Linked DNA regions of Mus musculus: region 1 is linked to region 2. The links are chromatin contacts, called in public HiChIP or PLAC-seq maps. All regions are on one chromosome and are shown on one strand. Each heading gives the region's core, a stretch centred on a gene start, on an enhancer-like site or on the middle of the called end of the contact. The rest is flanking DNA. Distances are from core to core; before and after follow the strand shown. Region 1 overlaps Pde2a (phosphodiesterase 2A, cGMP-stimulated). Region 2 overlaps Arhgef17 (Rho guanine nucleotide exchange factor (GEF) 17).

The links. HiChIP or PLAC-seq counts read pairs in DNA pulled down with a chosen protein or histone mark.
Region 1: an H3K27ac HiChIP or PLAC-seq map of large pre-B cells shows a contact between it and region 2, with 7 times the contacts expected there. The contact joins two enhancer-like sites. A contact is called at or near these places in 2 of 39 promoter capture datasets (the C10 cell line and embryonic stem cells), 2 of 115 datasets of contacts at active chromatin or transcription factors (double positive thymocytes and large pre-B cells) and 1 of 9 other capture datasets (embryonic stem cells).

The regions. Positions count from the first base shown.
Region 1 is chr7:101,479,081-101,484,702 of GRCm38.p6, forward strand. Pde2a (phosphodiesterase 2A, cGMP-stimulated) reads left to right here. Exons shown (of 30, transcript NM_001143849.2): 2 at 2,291-2,380; 3 at 5,462-5,550. Among named protein-coding and RNA genes, the nearest start is that of Mir139, 6.5 kb to the left of the region's middle. Within about 2 kb of position 1,846, at least 10 of the 459 cell types and tissues checked have an H3K27ac peak or open chromatin away from gene starts, as enhancers often do.
Region 2 is chr7:100,901,876-100,907,024 of GRCm38.p6, forward strand. All of the region lies in intron 1 of Arhgef17 (Rho guanine nucleotide exchange factor (GEF) 17), which reads right to left. Among named protein-coding and RNA genes, the nearest start is that of Mir3102, 22 kb to the left of the region's middle. Within about 2 kb of position 2,901, at least 13 of the 459 cell types and tissues checked have an H3K27ac peak or open chromatin away from gene starts, as enhancers often do.

The DNA.
Region 1 (5,622 bases), core at 596-3,095, 580 kb after region 2:
CAGCAAACTGATCAATCAGAACAAAGGCCAGACAAGTAGCAACCAAATGGAGTAAAGGGCAGCTCAAGGCATCCACCAATCAAAGCAAAGGGCAGGTTGGGGAGCTGGCCAATCAGAACAAAGGACACACTGACTTCTCTAAGCCTTTGGGGTGGGAGATGGGAGTTGGGTGCTGTATATGCTCAGATAAGGAGGTTTGGGTAATCTCTGGCCCACCACAGATGGGCCATTGTTTTTCTTTGAGCCTCAGTTTCTTCATCCCTCAAATGGGGAGACAGCTACTGCAGCCTGTGGCTTCAGAAATTTCTCTTGCATGGAAGGCTTCCTGCATTGCAGTGGCTGCCATTCCCATTTCCCTAAGCACACCCATGGCAGATGTCACCAAAGTCAGACGCTCTCTGGGTCCCTCTTGGCAATCCTCCTGCCTTGAGACAGGAATAGAACTCCATGGACACCAAGACTTGGGGCCTTGTCCTTGAAGCTCCATTCTAGAGAGTGTGGGTCAAGAAAAAAATGTGGGGGGGGATTTTCTGGGTATGGAATCTTCCCTCTGTGGTCTTTAGCCTTAGGCTTGGAAGCACATAGAAGCCTGTGACAGTGCTGATGTGGGGGTCTCTGGTCTGCTACATGAGAAAGTAGCTGTTGCCATGAGAACCTAGAAGGGTTTGACATCATACTGGGTGTCTTCAAGGATATGGGGCTCTATGTAAAGGCAGCACTGATGCCTGAGGGTTGCAAGCAGGCAAACTTAGGGATTGTGTTGTCTGGAATCAACTGCTTCCAGGGTCCACAGTGGATAGATATCAACCATGACCAAGATGCAGTACACCCTGACAGGTGGGAGAGACCAAAGCAAGGTCTGGGCAGGGCAGGGAAGGCAATGCCTGCGATTCTCCCTCCCACTGGGAAAACAGCACGTGTGTGTGTGTGTGTGTGTGTGTGTGTGTGTGTGTGTGTCTGTAGCCAAGGAGACTTGGCAGTGGCATTTGGAGCTGACACCTGGACAAACCCCAGGCTTCACGCAGACACCAGCTCAGGACTGTCCTCGGCAGGCTTTCTGTCAGGTAGCATCTGGCTCATTCTTGACCACCCTTGGGGAAGGTGAGCCAGTACCCCCACCCCTTCACCTAGTGGCCTCAGCCTTTGCAGTGTGGTTGTGCTGGGAAGAGGTCCCTAATATCCCATTAGATGATGCCAGTTTCCTGTAAAATCCTTTGGGACCACTGGCCATTCAGGGACCACAGAGTTTAATTCTCCATTCTGGGGTGTCTGAGGATGTGAAGTTAGTGACAGAGAAGCTTTAGGCTGGGCCTCCCTGAGCTACCCAGTTTTAGCCACATGCTAGGTTTGGCTTTCTAACTCTTACCTTGAAAGGAGCATATCATTTGGATAAATCTCATCTTGTTCGTATTTGGGACACAGAGGAATTGAGGATGGCTTAACCAGATTACAAAAGTGAGGACTTTGCATACCCCCTATTTGGGCTAACAACTGCCTATGAATATAACTCTGGTCTTGCAGCAGTTTAGTCTTTACCAGCATTCTATGCATTCTGTGGGGTCCTCCGGCAGCCTCAGCTCAACATCGTCTTCATAGGAATGGGGCCCACAAAGACCCACAGGGAAGACGTCAGGAAGGACTTCCAAGGGTTGGGGAGAGGGCACAGCTGAGTGGGTGGTGAGTCACCATTCTGCCTTGGCCTTGCTCCCCTGTTCCGTTACCTTTCTCTTTGATCCCCTGTGGCTCTGGCCAAGTTAATAGAGCAAGAAGAAGAGACCTTTGTTGTCTCAGTTCCGGCTCTCCAAGGACGAGCTCTATTCCCGGGAGGGGAAGGCTAGGAGGCAGTCAAGGCTGACTTTGCCTTCCCAGCCTGCAGTGGCCTGAGTCTGTGGTGCCTACCTTTTGTGCTCAGCTGACCCCAACCCCCATGCTTCCTTTTGTGCTCAACTGATCCCAACCCCCATGCTTGCTGCTTTCCACCCTAACTCGGCTGAAATTGGGGTATGGCCACAGTTCCCCCAATGTAGAGATGCCAGAGTTGTTGCTGTCCTAAGGACAGGAAACCTGTGTTGACTCTTGACTGACTTTATAACTCTCTGTGAGCCCTTCACTATGCCTCTGGCCCATTTCCAAGCCTCAGTCTCCCCATATGCAAGGTGAGGGGACTTGGGCAGTCTTTGGCCTTAATATTGCTGGAGTCTGCTGCTCTAAGCTCAAGTGTCTAAGCCTCACCCCACAGTCCCCGGGCCCAGGGCAGAAAGAACCACTTATACTCTTTCTTTTCTTCCAGGATGCTTTGCTGAGCCTAGGCGCCGTTATCGACATTGCTGGCCTGCGACAGGCTGCCAGGGATGCCCTCTCAGCCGTGCTCCCCAAAGTGGTAAGCTGTCTTCCCTTCCTGCTCCCCCGTGCTCTCAGACTTTGTCCAGCTCTGAGCTCACCGTGACAGACATATGTATAGCAGGAGAGAATGAGGATAGACATCAAGAACTCCTGGATGTCAGACCTTGGAGGCCCTAGAGGACTCACTCTACATGTGTGAATCTAGTATTGGATTAAAGGAGGAGGCTGGGGGCTGGAAAGATGGCTCAGCAGTTAAGAGCACTGACTGTTCTCCCTTAAGTTGTGAGTTCAATTTCCAGCAACCACATGGTGGCTTACAGCCATCTATGTAATTCAATGCCTTCTTCTGTCTGGCATGCAGGTGTACATGCAGACAGAGCACTCCTACATATAATAAATCTTTAAAAAAAAAAAAACAAGTACAGGGCTGGAGAGTTAGCAGTCTTTAAATCTCTCTCTTGTCCCATCACAACACTATGAATGTGATGATAGGTCAAGGGGCAAGCAGGGTCACCTGAACCCTGAGTGCCTTGTTCGGGGTGTTATATTCCTCCCTTGCCCTTGGCACTTCTAGCTCCAGTCGCCATTGCTCATTCTTTAAGCAGGAGGCTGATGAGCCAGCTCGTAGGAGTCAGAGCAGCAGAGCCACAGCTGTGCCAGACGGAGGGATGCAGGGAACTTTGAAAAACAGGTTTTGTATCAATATAAGAAGCATGGAAGACTTCCTGGAGGAGGAAATGTCTAAACTAAGTCCCCTTGAACATCCTCTCCCTGCTCCACACACCAGCCGAGGCAGCTTTGGCTTCAGGAAGCATGACCAACTCAGGATGCAGTCTTCCCACCCCACTAGAGCCTATTGTCCCTGGCTCCGAGTGATGGATGACCCTCCAGAGGCCCAGAGAGGGAGGGTATTTCACCAAGGACACACAGCATGACAGGGACAAATGGGGCTTGGCATGTATGCACCCCTATTCCCTGTCCTCAGCCCTGACTTCCCCAAACCTCCTAGAAGTTCAGCGCCCAGGAGGAGGGCTAATGACTGAGCTTTATTGAGCGTGAAATTGGTAGGAAGTGGGTGGTGTGTTGGCGCCCAAAAATAAATCCTTTGGGAGAGGGTTATGACTGAGACAACATCTGCCCTGGGGTGGAGGAACATCTGGATGGTGAGGGTGAGGGAAGCTGGCAGGTCAGAGACTGTGGACCTGCCCTGCAACTGCAAGTCTTGAGGCGTGTGTGTGTGTGTGTGTGTGTGTGTGTGTGTGTGTGTGTGTGTGTTTTGTGTGTTGAAGGGAGGGGGTGAGTGACTGGCTTGGTGCCCAGCTAACTACAGCCTGAAGCCCAGGGCTGAGATGACAGCTGAGGTCCAAGAGGCAGTGAGACGCTACTCAAGAGACCATTGATGGGCTGGGGAGCCCAGGTCTTGGGGAGCCTCCTCTTGACTGTGGGGAGGACTGGGCCCTGGGAGGTGGGGCTTGGAGGAGGAGGAGGGCTGCAGCACCTGGCTTCCTCATCAGCACCCATTGTGGCAGGCAGCCCCAGTGCAGATGGTGCTGATGTGTACGAAACGAAAAGCAACCCTCCTACCCAGTAAACTCGGCTAAATTTAACCAGGATGGCTGAGTGTGAGGGTGGAAGGCGCGGACATGCGGAAGTGAAGGGTGGCTCCTGCCCCCGCCACCCTAAGACTGCCCACCTTTCTGTGTGGGGAGGACAGACTCTTAGACACTGAGTGCCCTGCTAGGCTCTGAACCTGTCTGAACCAAAAAAACCCAACTCGAACCAAAACAAAGAAAAAAAAAAACCCAAAAAAGCCAAAACCCAAACCCCCCAGAGCTCCTGATCGGTAAACGAGGAGGGGGTAGCTCTCTCGAAGTGGCTTTGTTCCTAGATTTTGGCTCAGAGGCTGGGCATAGTGGCTCTAGATTATGATCCCAAAGCAGACTGTCACAAATCCTCAGCCAGTTTTAGCCACACAGTGAGTCCGAGGCCAACCTGAGCAACATGAGAAAGCTTGTCTCAAAAAACGAAAATAAAAAAACCTGAAACAAAACCCAATTCAAGCTTAGCCCCCTTTCACGGGGGCCAAAGGGGCTCTGGGCCCTCCCAGAGGCTGTTTCTATCTTCCTTGGTCTGTAGTCCCTATCTCACGTCAGGACAACTGAACCCAGTTCAGTGTCACGGGAGGTCATGGCAGGAAATCCCCTGTGTAATATCCAAAGGCCACTAAAGCAGTTGGCAGGGTTGTGGCTTCTCGGTCTGCTGAGGATCCCACACTTCCTGGGAAAGAGCCTTCAGCAGCTCCCCCTGAAGCCCTCCCTGCCACCCTCAGCAGAGAGGGTTCCCAAGCCTCCTGGGAGAGGAGAGTGTGGCCATCCAACAGTCATGGGGATTGGCCAAGACCTCTAAGAGTCCCCATGTTGGGAAGTAGATCTTTGTGAGACAGCAGCGTCTGCCAGGACAAGGCTTGCAATTGAGACTGATCTAGGGAGGGAAGATTGCTGAAGCAAAAATCTGACAAGCTTCCAGCCAGTGCTTCCGACTCACCGTGGGCAATGGTTGATGTAAAATGTGAACTTACCCTGCGTCTGCTCCCAGCTGTTTCTAAGGCCCTCCAGCCTCACCCACAGTCCTGTACCCCCTCACCCCACTGTCAGTTCGGAAATGCTCCTTGCTCTCTGTGCCACTTGGCCTACCTCCACTGGTCAGTTCTGAGCCTCACCCACACACCAAGTGCGGCCAGTCATAGCTAAAAGACTACTTCTTCTGGGAAGCCCTCCAGAGCCCCACAGAATACAGGCAGACAGCCCTGGCTATAGTTTCTTGGCTTGGATCACCGGGGTATTGGAAGGAGGGTGCATCCTAAGCCAGTGTCGCCTGCATGCCATACCAAGTATGGTTTGCCAAATGCCTGAGCTGGAGTTCAAGGCTTGGGTGCGATTGGCTCACACCTTGGATTGAGGTGGTCGGTAAGGAGAGTAACAGATTCCTGGATCTCTGCCTGCCCAGAACCCCTTCCCAAACCACCAAGCTCTGTATCCCAGGCCCCCATGGCCTCGCCATGAGCAGACTAGGGCTGGACAGTCTCTCTACAGGGTCTCACATGTACCTTTGATTCTAGGAGACTGTCTACACCTACCTGCTAGATGGGGAGTCCAGACTGGTGTGTGAGGACCCCCCTCATGAGCTGCCACAGGAAGGAAAAATTCGGTAAGTCTTTCTTGGCCTGTCCTTTGCCCCCTGGCATCTGCCAAGAGGCCTCAGGGTTGAGGAACCTTCCAA
Region 2 (5,149 bases), core at 1,651-4,150:
AGGAGCAGCGGCTCAGGGGCTGAGGCAGGGAATCATTAGAGCCCCTTCAGGACAGGGTCAACTGGGGTGAGGCTGAGGGCATCACGTAGCCAGCACCAAGTCAAGGTATGGTTCTGTGGCTCCTCTGAGCATCAATCCAGGGTGCGGATTTAATCACCCTCTTAGAGCTCTGAGGATGTTTGGAGTAGGGTCACAGAATTTAATTAAGTTGATTATATGTGGGGTGGGGGTGGGTATATGTGCCCCAGTTCATGGTGGAGTTCAGAAGTCAGAGGACAGCTTTTGGGAGTCAGTGTTCTTCCTGTCACCACATGGGTCCTGGGGATTGAACATGGGTCTTCAGGCTCAGCAGCAAGAGATTTTACCACCTGGGCCATATTGCTATCCCTGAGAAGAGTTTCTGTAAGTATGAAAACCTGTCTGGTTTTCCATACCACATCTGTATCCCACCTCAGACATCTTCCTTCCCCACCAAAGAGCTGTCCACACCCTCCTCGGTTAGGGGAAGGTAAGAGACAACTGTCAGGAGAGGGCTCAGTCCCACCAGACCACCGGGTACCTGGCTCTGAGACCACCCTCTGTCAGCCCCAGGGAATCCTGGTCTAGCGACCTCCACCAGGTCTGTTGACAACTTCCCCAGCCATCTCTGAGGCAATCCTGGCTTCCTGCTCGCTTGCCTCCAGACACCATTCATTCCACCCGCCCTCTGAGACCCACCAGACCTTACAGCTACTGCTGGACCACTGGAGGACCAGATGTGACAAAGGCTAGACCTAGAGTGGACTAACGAGAGTCATGGTAGCGGCTGAATAGCTGGAATGGTGAGAGATGAATATGCACGTGGATGGGTGACAGGCCACTGAGTCAGGGGCAGATGAACACACGACTGACTGCACCTAGTGGATGGGCTGCTGCTCTGATTGTCACACCATTCTCTTGACTAGTTTAATAAACACTCATCAATCACCAACCAGGTACCAGCTAAGCAGTGTGCTAGGCTGATGATGATGACTTTAATGTATGAGGGTTCGGTCTGCATGTACACCTGGCTGCCAGAAGAGGGCATCGGATCCTGTTATAGATGGTCAGAAGCCACTGGAAGTTGCTGGGAATTGCCAGTGCTCCTAACTGCTGAGTGAACTCTTCAGTCCCTGTGCTAGGAACTTGAAGATAAGGTCTTAGACTGGGAGATGGCTGGGCATATGGTTAAAAATACTGGCCATTCAAGCCCAATGACTTAAGGTCCATTACCAGAACTCACATAAAAGCCAGATGGGACAGCATCCATCTGTAATCCCAGCACTCTTATGTTGAGACAGGAGGCAGAGACAAGAGTGATCACTGGAAGCTCACAGGCCAACTAGCTGGAGCTACCTCAAAAAAAAAAAAGGACTGTGAGAACTATCTCCAAAAACAGTCCTCTGTCACATGCATGTTGTGTCATGTGCACCACCTGCACACCAGAAGGAAAGGAAAGGAGGAAAGGAGGAGGGAGGGAGGAAGGGAGGGAGGGAGGGAGGGAGGGAGGGAGGGAGGGAGGGAGGGAGGGAGGGAGGATGTTTATGTCCACACCCAGGGTTTCATTAGGAAGACAAGACCTGAAAGAAATGACCCAAGACCAGGCCGCTGGGGTGTAGCCAGCTAGTCCAATGCTTGCCTCATAAGCATGACGCTTGGGGTTTGAACCTCAGGACTGCATAGACCTGGCATGGGAGCACATGCCTGTAGTCTCGGCGCTGGGGAGGCAGGAGGATGAGAATTCAAGGTCATTTTTGATAACCAGGGAAGCCCCATATCAAAAAGAGCAAAGACAACTCCTAAGGGAGACACAGGTCTGGAAAGCAGGTGTCATCAGGCTTCATGGGAAGGGTCTGCAGACCTGCCCAGCTGTCTTTGTCAAAAGATCTCTGGAGGGGCTGGAGAGATGGCTCAGTGGTTAAGAGAACTGACTGCTCTTCTCAAGGTCCTGAGTTCAAACCCAAGCAACCACATGGTGGTGCACAACCATCCGTAATGACTCCCTCTTCTGGAGAGTCTGAAGACAGCTATAGTATACTTACATATAATAAATAAATAAATCTTTAAAAAAAAAAGATCTCTGGACCCCAGAGCTGCCCACACTGGACCACGGGGAGCCTGGAGGATCTTTCTCCATGACAAATACTGTTTGCGTGGGTCTTAGATTCATCATTGCTTTGTAAGCGCTGGCTCCTTAACCACCAACCTACATACACCAGAGCTCTGTTTCTTGTAACTCTCCCATTTTATAAACCAGGAAAGCTTCGAGAGGCCGAGGCCGTCCTGCTGGTAAGGTAGGACCCAGCTGGCTGCCTTCAAGCCTGCAAGCTTCCTGCACTTCCGAGACACACTGGCTGCCTGAGTCACCTTTCTCTGGTCTCTTCTTTCCGAGTCAATGATATAAAGAGGTTCCCTTGAGTCAGGAACATTCTGGAAGATGAATACAATGCTGCCACGGGCCATGCCAGGATCAAGGACTACCAACCCAGATGTGCTGTCTGGCTCTCCTGCCCCACCCATACCCATGAAAGTGGAGTTGGTACTACACAGTCGCAGCCTATAGGCCATCTACTTCCCAATGGCTGCTGCCACCTCTGATGCTCCGTCATCAAGGAGACAAAAGTTACAAAAGGATTCCGTGGTATGGAGCCCAAGATGGCTGGCTATGGAGCTGTGTATTTCAGGTTCAAATCCTCGCTACGCTACTTAGTATGTGGATTGGGGAAGACACTTCATTTCCTGGGGCCCCCGCTTCCTACCACCCTTTCCATTGCCCATCCACTCCCCTTGGTTCCCTAGATCACTTCCTGCCATCAGTAGACCCTCCTTTCTGGAAGGAGAGGCCTCTTAAGGTTTCTCAGTTCCCAGGCCTCACAGGCAGCTGGAAGGGAAATGTCCAAGCCACAGAGATCTCTGGGGACTGGCTGCCCCGGGTGGGGCTGTCACTGGAGGATGAGCTCTGGGGCTTGGAGGGAAAGCTCTGGGGCCTAAGGAGCTAAAGCGCCTTCCTGCTTCAGAGGCAGAGTCCTGTGTGCAACTGGAGACGGGGTTAGGAGCAACATGAAGCACGGCCCATCTGTGTGGCCCCTTAGTTATCTGTAGCCACAACTGCACAGCAATCCATGTTGTAACGAACCATGGGGTTCTAGGCAGAGGTTAAAAACTGAAGGGTCTTTCAATAATGATCAAAACCAGCTACGTTCAAAATAATCCCAAACAGAAACCAGCAACACACCACTAGCCCTCGCTTACAAAGCATTTGCCGTGGGTTCCACATGGACTGCGTCCTTTCCATGACTGCCTCCTGTCCTCACAGTCACCCCGGGGTGATGTGTCGGGTGATATCTGTCAAAGCTCGTGTCCACAACATTGTCCATCTGGTAGGCTCTTCCTCCAACATGGTGCAAACACTCTTCTCACACAGCATGAGGTCCAGGGCCCCTCTTCTCCAGACTGGATGGACCTTTGTTACTCTCTTGGACACAGATCACTAGCAGAAGTGAAGTCACAGGACACCTAAAACTTGCTCTTCTGGCTTGTCCCAGTGATGACGGGGATTGAACCCAGGGTCATGCAAGCACTCCACCATTGTGGTGTTCTTTTGTTTGTTTTTATTTAATTTATTTAAAAAGTTTTAGATTTCGTGTGTGTGTGTGTGTCTGCATGTATGTTTGTGCACCGCATGCATACTTGGTGCTCTCGGTTACCAGAAGAAGGTGCCGGATCCCCTGAAACTAGAGTTGTGGATGGTTGTGGACTACTATGTGGGTGCTGGGACCCATATCCAAGTCCTCTGCAAGAGCAACAAGTGCTAAACTGCCGGGCCAGACCTCTAGTCCCTGCTTATTTATTTATTTATTTATTTAGATTTTTCGAGACAGGGTTTCTCTGTATAGCCCTGGCTGTCCTGGAACTCACTTTGTAGACCAGGCTGGCCTTGAACTTAGAAATCTGCCTGCCTCTGCCTCCCGAGTGCTGGGATTAAAGGTGTGCTCCACCACGCCCGGCACTCATTTATTTTTGAGAGATGGTCTCACTATGTAGCCCTGGCTAGGCTGTAATTTACAAAAATCCTCTGACTCTGTTTACCAAGTGCTAGGACTAAAAGCACGAGTCACCACACCTGGCTTCCTCTAGAGATTTCTAACTTTGATAAGGGGTCTCACTAAGCTGCCCAGTTTACCCTTGAACTAGCTGTGGCAGGTCCTGAACTTTTCCTACTCAGCCTCCCAGTACCTGGGACTACCTTGCTCCATGAAGCCTGGCAGCCTGCATAGCCATAAAGCCCGGCCTACATGTTGGGAGGGAGCCCGGGCCACATGCCATGTATAGATGTTCCAACTAACGGCTTAGACGAGGCCCGAGCCAAACATCAATATTAACTGCTAAGTCTGAGAGGAACGAGTCTAGCCCAGGCACCACCTGACTACCATGAAACTCACAGTGAAAAGGAGACAGAGGCCCAGTGAGGCAGACAAGGATGCCAGGGCCCTGCAGACAGGAAGAGGCAGTGCTTGGACCTAGAGCTCTTGCTCTACTGGCAGAGAAATGAAGCCAGGCTGATTTCTGCATGAACCCACATTTCATCTGTTGGCCCAGAGGGGTCAAGTTGGGACCCCAGCAGGGGCAGTAGTAAAAAAATAAAACAGAGATCTATTGGCTGTGAAAGAAGCAAGAGGTAGCCCTCGCTCTCCTGGCTGGATTCCAGGCTGTCTTCTGATGGCTAAACCCGGCTGGCCCATCTCTCAGCCTAGAAGAAAATCCCTGACCACAACACTCCTGGCCCATCCCAGACCTGGGGTAGAGCATACACTGCGAGGTCCTCGATGGGGACCTGAGGTACAATTTCTCTCCACAGCCCTATGTAGGCCTCACACTGTCCCTGAGTGCCCTGTGATAACTCCCCAGTCCAGTCTTCAACACACTACAGATCTATACTTTGCCAAGACAGTAACAGAATCCAGGAGCACCTCTCTGACCTCCCAGGAGCACCGTGGTCTAGGAAAGACACCGGTTCCTACAGGATGTGTACTGAGAACTTCAGTGGGGTGACCTAGGCTAAGATCTAACCCCAAGCAAATGGCGTATCAGCAGCTGAAAGACTTCACTAAGTTGCAGGGCACATAAATAA